2 separate regions of the Sus scrofa genome follow, and region 2 is linked to region 1. Evidence: chromatin contacts called from public Hi-C data. All regions are on one chromosome and are shown on one strand. The core of a region is the stretch at or near the end of the contact, and the rest is flanking DNA. Distances in the headings are between cores, read along the strand shown. Region 1 holds the start of LTBP1 (latent-transforming growth factor beta-binding protein 1). Region 2 overlaps TTC27 (tetratricopeptide repeat protein 27).

Region 1 (3,318 bases), core at 537-3,036:
CTTGTCCACCGGGACCCCAGATGTTCTTAGAGCCAGACTCTTGGGGCTGTAAGGGACTTTTAATTCAACTTCCCTGTTATGGAAGAGGAAATTGAGGTTCAGAGAGGAGAGGTGACCTGCCTGTGGTTTTTCAGCTACTTAGGGGCAGTCTTAGGACTGAACTGAGGTCTCTCCCTCCCGCCAGATGCCATTTATTCTGCGACTGTGGCTCTCAGAGTGTGATTCACATGAAACTGCTCCTCAGGCAGATGGACTGAGGTCCTCTCCTGCCAAATCAAATACTGGAGGTCTTTCTCCAATGTACAGAAAAAATAGAATAAGGGATTAAGTTTCCTCAACTTTATTTTCCATCAATTCTTAAAACCATTGTCATTTGTTATCAACTATCTACTAGCCAGGATAAGGCACAAATAAATATGAATATGAACAACAAAGCCTTGGAAACAGACCACCATTCTTAGTTAAATGGATTAAAAAAAAAACAAAAACTGTTCTGACCACGGGTTTTCTATGGCATGCATGTAATGAAACTGTGCATTCTGTTGGAACCATTGTTTTTAATTTAAATGCTAAAAGTAAGTATTATTATTTCATGGTCTTTCCCCCCTCCTCGCAAAAAAAAAAACAAAAAACATCGTGATCCCAGGGACTCTCCCTTGGGACATCATAATCCTATTAATGTGTTTTGGGTCATTTCCAGTGAGTTGCCTTTCCTTTCGGATAAGGGTCTAAGGAACTGATTTTGCTTTAAAAAAATACTAAGAATGGCTTGATGTTGTCATGGATCCTAAATCCTGTATTCCTGTCCTAGAGGTCTCCTCACCAAGAGCAGGGCTGCTCCTGGGGGCGAGTCTTACTGCGGGTTTTCCCCGTCTACGCGGGCGCCCCCTGCTGCCCGTCCTGGTACATGCCCAGCGAGGAATAGGGTACCAGAAGTTGCAGACCCGAAACATTCAGGCGGAGTTTATAGTCCCAAAGAGAACCACCTAAACATTTTCCGATGGACATCACTGCACACTCTGAGCAGTCCTTTCTGGGGCCTGATCTGGTATTTTAATCCAATACCCGCAGAAAGTATCTGAGCAAACATGGCTAAGAAAATGACTGGAAATGCCTTTCAAACAGTCTCAAACGAGTTCAGCCGGGCTTCTAGCAGGAAAGTTCCGTTCAGTGAGTTTGCTGAGTTCTTTGTCCTTTTCTGGGACACAGGACCAGGGAGCGGGGACCTCTGCCTTGCCGACCCGCAGTAACAATCTATGTGGATGTGGAGGGTGGCGGCGCGTTCTCGGGCTCATCTCACGCTTTCCCCAATTAGGATTTACTGCCTGACGTCACGTCTGCCGGAGATTGGCTGTTCAGATCTGACACTCGGTTCCACTGCGAGAGAAACTTTTTAAAGACTCTGCAGCCTGGGCTGCAGCTGAGCGTCCCGCGCGCTCACACCCGCCCTCGCCCACTCTCGGCGGGCCGCGGGCGGGGCACCCCCTACGCCCCCCGGCGCGGCGAGTGGACCTTCACCTAGCAAAGCCCGCGCCCCTCGCCCCTCCCCTCCCGGGCCTCGCGCTCCCCACCCCCACCCCGCCCCCTCCTCCCCGCTGCTTTCGGCTGGGGTCTGGGGCAGCTCAGCCGCCCTCAGAACTTCCTCCCCTGCAACCGAGTTTTCCTCCTCCCCACTTTTCCCCGGCTCCCGGCAGTTTACCGAGGAGCCTAAGCGCGCGCAGGCGGCCGCACCGGGCGAGCCGCACGGCCGGGGGCGGGGGCCGGAGGCGCCGGCTGTGGCCCGCGATGGCGGGGGCCTGGCTCAGGTGGGGGCTCCTGCTCTGGGCAGGGCTGCTCGCGTCGTCCGCGCACGGCCGGGTGCGGAGGATCACCTACGTGGTGCGCCCGGGCCCCGGCCTGGCGGCGGGCGCCTTGCCCCTGGGCGGGCCGGCGCGCCCGCGGACCTTCAACGTCGCACTCAACGCCAGGTACAGCCGCAGCTCGGGGGGCGCCGGGGCCCCCTCGGAGCGGACGCGGCGCACCAGCCCGACCGGCGGCGCGGCCCTGCAGGGGCTCCGGCTGCCACCGCCACCGCCGGAGTCCGCCCGTCCCGGGGGCCCCGGCGGGCAGCTCCACCCCAAGCCCGGCGGTCACCCGGCGGCCGCCCCGATCGCCAAACAAGGCAGGCAAGCGGTGCGCTCCAAAGTGCCGCAGGAGACCCAGAGTGGTGGGGCCTCGAGGCTGCAGGTTCAGCAGAAGCAGCAGCTGCAGGGGTAAGCCCACACCCTCCCTCCTTCCTCGCACGCGCGCTCTGCCCGCGCTGGGACACGCGGGGTCGCGGGCGTCGTGCGCGGTGGGTCCTGCCTTCTCTTCCCGGTTCGCGTCTGCCTGCCTTACTTGGAGCGCGGCGGGTAGAGCCGAGTGCGGGGAAGCCGCGGAACTCTGAGAATAAACTTCGATCGCATTGTTACTGAACTGTGGGTAAACACAAAAGGCATTTCTGCCTGGGGCGTAACCTCCTGTGCACGAACCAAATTACTCCTAGAAGATGGGCGTAAACATGAGGTCACTACAGCTTAATCCCTCAGCATCAATTAAACTTTGCAACTTCAGTTTAACTTTTTTCTAGTTGATGCAAAAAAAACGTTTGGACGAGGCCTGATTGTCAAGATCCAACTCCTGTTATATGACCTAGAATTTTCAGCATCCTACTCATTGTGGGCTTGGCTACCCTGCACCTGTGGGGTCTGCTTTCCTGGGGCCGGGTGCCTTAGCATTGACGGGAGTTTCACTTGGATCGTTTCTGTTATTGGTCTTTTAAAACAGCCTCCTTGCTCCGCCCCCCGCCCCCCCCCCCATTAATCACAGGTTGAGGATGTGAAGGAAAACTTGTTTTGCTTATTGTTTTTTTTTTGTTGTTGTTTTGTTTTTTCTTCGGGAGTGGTTCCAGGCATTGTGATCTCACCCCTGTTTGGACGCTTCTCTTTGAAATTCAGATTCAATTTAAACTGTGGGCGCATATAATGTACAAAATACTCTTGGCTCTCCTGTACTTTTGGAGTTTGGAAAACAGTTTTTTGGACCCTGTTCTCCCCTCCTGTAGAGTTCTAGGTTATGCAGGTTTTGGTTCTCCCATCCTTCCTGGAGGCACTGTCCTTACCTTCCTACCTGGGCAGGTTTGGGTTGGGCATCTTAGGTATCTGCTAGGACTCTCTGGAAGCCAGAGGAATGTGGAAGCAGGAGACTGGGTTCTCTGAAAGAGAGTGTTGCTCTTGCTGAACTCAGGGGTCTTGCTTTGTTTCAGGGTCAATGTCTGTGGAGGGCAGTGCTGTCACGGCT
Region 2 (3,318 bases), core at 451-2,950, 130 kb before region 1:
TGTGTTTCCTTAGGGAGGAGAACTTAGTGTTCAGTAAATGAGAAATTTGGTTGCGAAAGGGTTGGTAGTACACATTTTTAAAAAATATGAGCACGAAGCATCCCTTCAGGAAAAGCTACTACCAAAACAGCATTGATATCTCTCTTGGTTTTGGCTTGGGTCATTTCCTGTATAATGAAGACACATTCAAAAACTTATCTGCATTTGGGGTCATGGGAATGACTCAGGGATGTGGAAGGGAGAGCATGGAGAGTGTAGCTTTCAGTTATAATGTGTGATACTGTATCATATGGGACCTCAGAAAAATTCAGTAAATCCTATAAGGAAAATAAATGAAAAGAGTGAAGCTACTGATAATTATTATTTGGATTCCCTTAATTTCTTTCTTTTTTTTTTTTATTGAAGTATAGTTGATTTACAGTGTTGTGAAGCTATTCTGCAGAAACCTTGGGAAGGAAGCCAATTTGAGTAGTAAGCTCATAATTTAAGGAAGAAAAGTGTAACAAACAAAGGGCATCTTGCAGAGGTGCTTTAAATACCCTTGTAAAAAATAACTTTGTAAAAGTAATCCATGCCCATTGTCCAGTGGTGCTTAATCCTCAGAGGAGCATGCTGTTTAACCTCTTTTTGTTGTTGTTGTTGTTTTTTTGGCCACCCTGAGGCGTATGGAGTTCCCGGGCCAGGGATCAGATCCGAGCCGCAGTTGCGACCCAAACTGCAACTGTGGCAACACTGGATCCTTTACCCACTGTGCTGGGCATTGAACCTGCCTTCCAGTGCTCCCAAGACACTGCCAATCCTGTTGTGCCCCAGCAGGAACTCCTTAACTTCTGTTTTAATTATTGAGGTTTACTAAGTATTGTAGTCACTTTCTTCATCACATGGATTGCACAACAGGAACCAGGAACCATTGTGTGGCTTTAGGCAAATCACTTCTTATTAGGCCTTTTTCCTCTCAGCTTCTTTTCAGTGATTTCTAAGGCCTCTGGTTGAATTGATTTCCTCCTAGTTGGTCAAACTTGCTGTTCTATTTGCATCATCAGTATATTTGTTTTACCGCTAGATGGCACCAATGTACCTTTGAACCCTGTCACCTCTGAGTTTTAAAAATCTGGGGTCTGAAGGGGCCCTGGAAGTTTTGCTTAATCCACTGTCAGTTAAATGACTGGGCAACTGAGACTCAGGTTAAGTGACATGACCAAGGTCATATGGTTCCTCAGAACCTCTTGAATCCAGTCTTTCCCTCTCTTCCACTGTTTCTCTAGGGAGCTTTGTGAGGGTAATTTAATGAGAGATCATGTTCTCAACTATCCCAGCTTTTGATAATAGTTTTAAAATAACTTAAAACTATTCTTTAAGTACATGTATCATCACATGCATTTCCGTATTGGCTCCTTTAGAGGAAAAAGCTTAGACTACCGCCTTCTAAAGATCACTGCCCTGCCTATAGCCAGCCTGCCTTCACAGTTTGCCCTGGAAATAAGCTGCACAGAAATCTCAACCAGAGCCCCTCTGTCAGATGATTACCTTTCTCCATTCTTGCCCAGTGCCTTGGTAAGAGGTTTGCCTTTCAGCTCTTTCCTCCAGCTAAGCGTGGGCATCCACTCTTCTGCTTTGTCTTTGTCCACTTGCCTAATCAGGAGAGGTGCGTGGGAGGAGGGAGGAGTAGCTAACGCCCAGCTTCTTTAAAAAATCAATCTCCCAGGTTTTCCCATGTGTACTAGAGTCTTGCCTGCCCCTCACCCGCCCCCCACCAGTCTCTCTCCTGACTTGGCCATGAGTCATGGCTATGTGTGGGCAGAAGGTAAGCGGGAGGCAGCGTGGGCCTTTGGAGAGATGGGCTCTGGAGTCCCACTGACCAGGCCTCCAATCCCTTTTCTATCCCTGACTGACTCTGTGGTCATGGTCACATCTTGAATGAGGGTAATATTTACTACCTTGCAAGGCTGTTGTGGGGAGTGGATGAGGTGATGTGTGAAAACTCAGGCTATCAGCGCTTGGCACGCATAATACATGCTCACTAAGGGCTAATTATTCTGGCTGCTGTCATATGAAGAGGAACAAGAGGGACTATAGTATATGAATGTTGGAGCCCATGGGAAGCTCTCTACTAGAGGAGCTAGTTTTTTTAATGGAGAAAAAAAGGGAGACATGTCGATAGGCCAGGATCTATGCCAGTGCCTTGGAGAAATAGTGTAGAACCATGCTGCCCAGTACGGGAGCCACATGCAGTTAAGCACTTAAAATGTGGCTGGTCAAATTGAGATGTGCAGTAACTGTAGAACACATCAGGTTTCAAAGACTCTGCGTGAGAAAAATGATTATAAAATATCTCCAGGAGTATCCTCATAGTACGGTGGGTTAAGGATATGGCATTGTACTGCAGTAGCTCAGGTCACTGCTGTGGTGCGTGTTTGATCCCTGGCCTGGGAACTTCCACATGCCGTGGGTGTGAACAAAAAAAAAAAAAAAAAAAAAAAAAATCTCCATAATTTTGTATGTTGATAACACGTTGAAATGATAATATTTGGGATTTGTAGAGTTTTAAAAAATGTTATTAAAATTAATTTTGCCGATTTCATTTTACTTTTTTTTTTTTGGTCTGAACCTATGGCATATGGAAGTTCCCAGGCCAGGGATAGAATGTGAGCCTCAGCTGTGATCTACTGCACTCAGAGATGTCACCAGAAAACTCTTGCTGCCTCAGAGACAATGCCAGATCTTAACCTGCTACACCACAGTGGGAACTCCCTCATTTTAATTTTATTTTTTTTTTTTTTTTTAGGGCCTCACCTGTGGCATATGGAAGTTTCTGGTCTGGGGCTTGAATCGGAGCTGCAGCTACTGGCCTACACCACATTGCAACCAATACCACAGCTTGGCAATGCTGGATCCTTAACCCACTGAGCGAGCCCAGGGATCAAACCTGCATGCTCATGGATATTAGTCTGGTTCGTTCATAACCTGCTGAGTCACAGTGGGAACTCCCTCTCATTTTACTTTTTTAATGTGGCCGCTAGAAAATGTAATGAGGCTTACATTATATTTCTGTCTGATAGCATTGCACTGGAAGATAAAGACCTTCGCTATTCAACCATATACAGTGTTAATTTGAGGAATTGCGAGGGTTTTTTTTTTTCACACTTCTGATTTCCTTTTTGTTTTGTGATGTCCTATTCTTACGAGCATAACCATACTAAATCCAGATGCCAGTCAGGGTAATATAGGTTAAGTAACAGTTCAAAATGAAAAAAGTAAAATATTCTCCTTAGTCCCCCAAATTCTGAGGACCTCAATTGAGACACACGGTATGAATGC

The links. A called contact is a pair of places that touch in the nucleus more often than the background predicts.
Region 2: a Hi-C map of liver shows a contact between it and region 1, with 2.8 times the contacts expected there. A contact is called at or near these places in 2 of 5 promoter capture datasets (fetal liver and liver), 20 of 47 Hi-C or Micro-C datasets (alveolar macrophages, brain, embryonic fibroblasts and 12 more) and 1 of 2 datasets of targeted methods (skeletal muscle).

Annotation. Positions count from the first base shown.
Region 1 is chr3:106,723,006-106,726,323 of Sscrofa11.1, reverse strand. It overlaps LTBP1 (latent-transforming growth factor beta-binding protein 1), which reads left to right and starts at 1,786. Exons shown (of 36, transcript XM_021087653.1): 1 at 1,786-2,252; 2 at 3,284-3,318. The coding sequence starts at 1,786. It overlaps LOC110260038 (a long non-coding RNA gene), which reads right to left and starts at 2,828. Exons shown (of 2, transcript XR_002342794.1): 1 at 2,377-2,828; 2 at 325-1,377.
Region 2 is chr3:106,856,848-106,860,165 of Sscrofa11.1, reverse strand. All of the region lies in intron 14 of TTC27 (tetratricopeptide repeat protein 27), which reads left to right. Among named protein-coding and RNA genes, the nearest start is that of LTBP1, 130 kb to the right of the region's middle.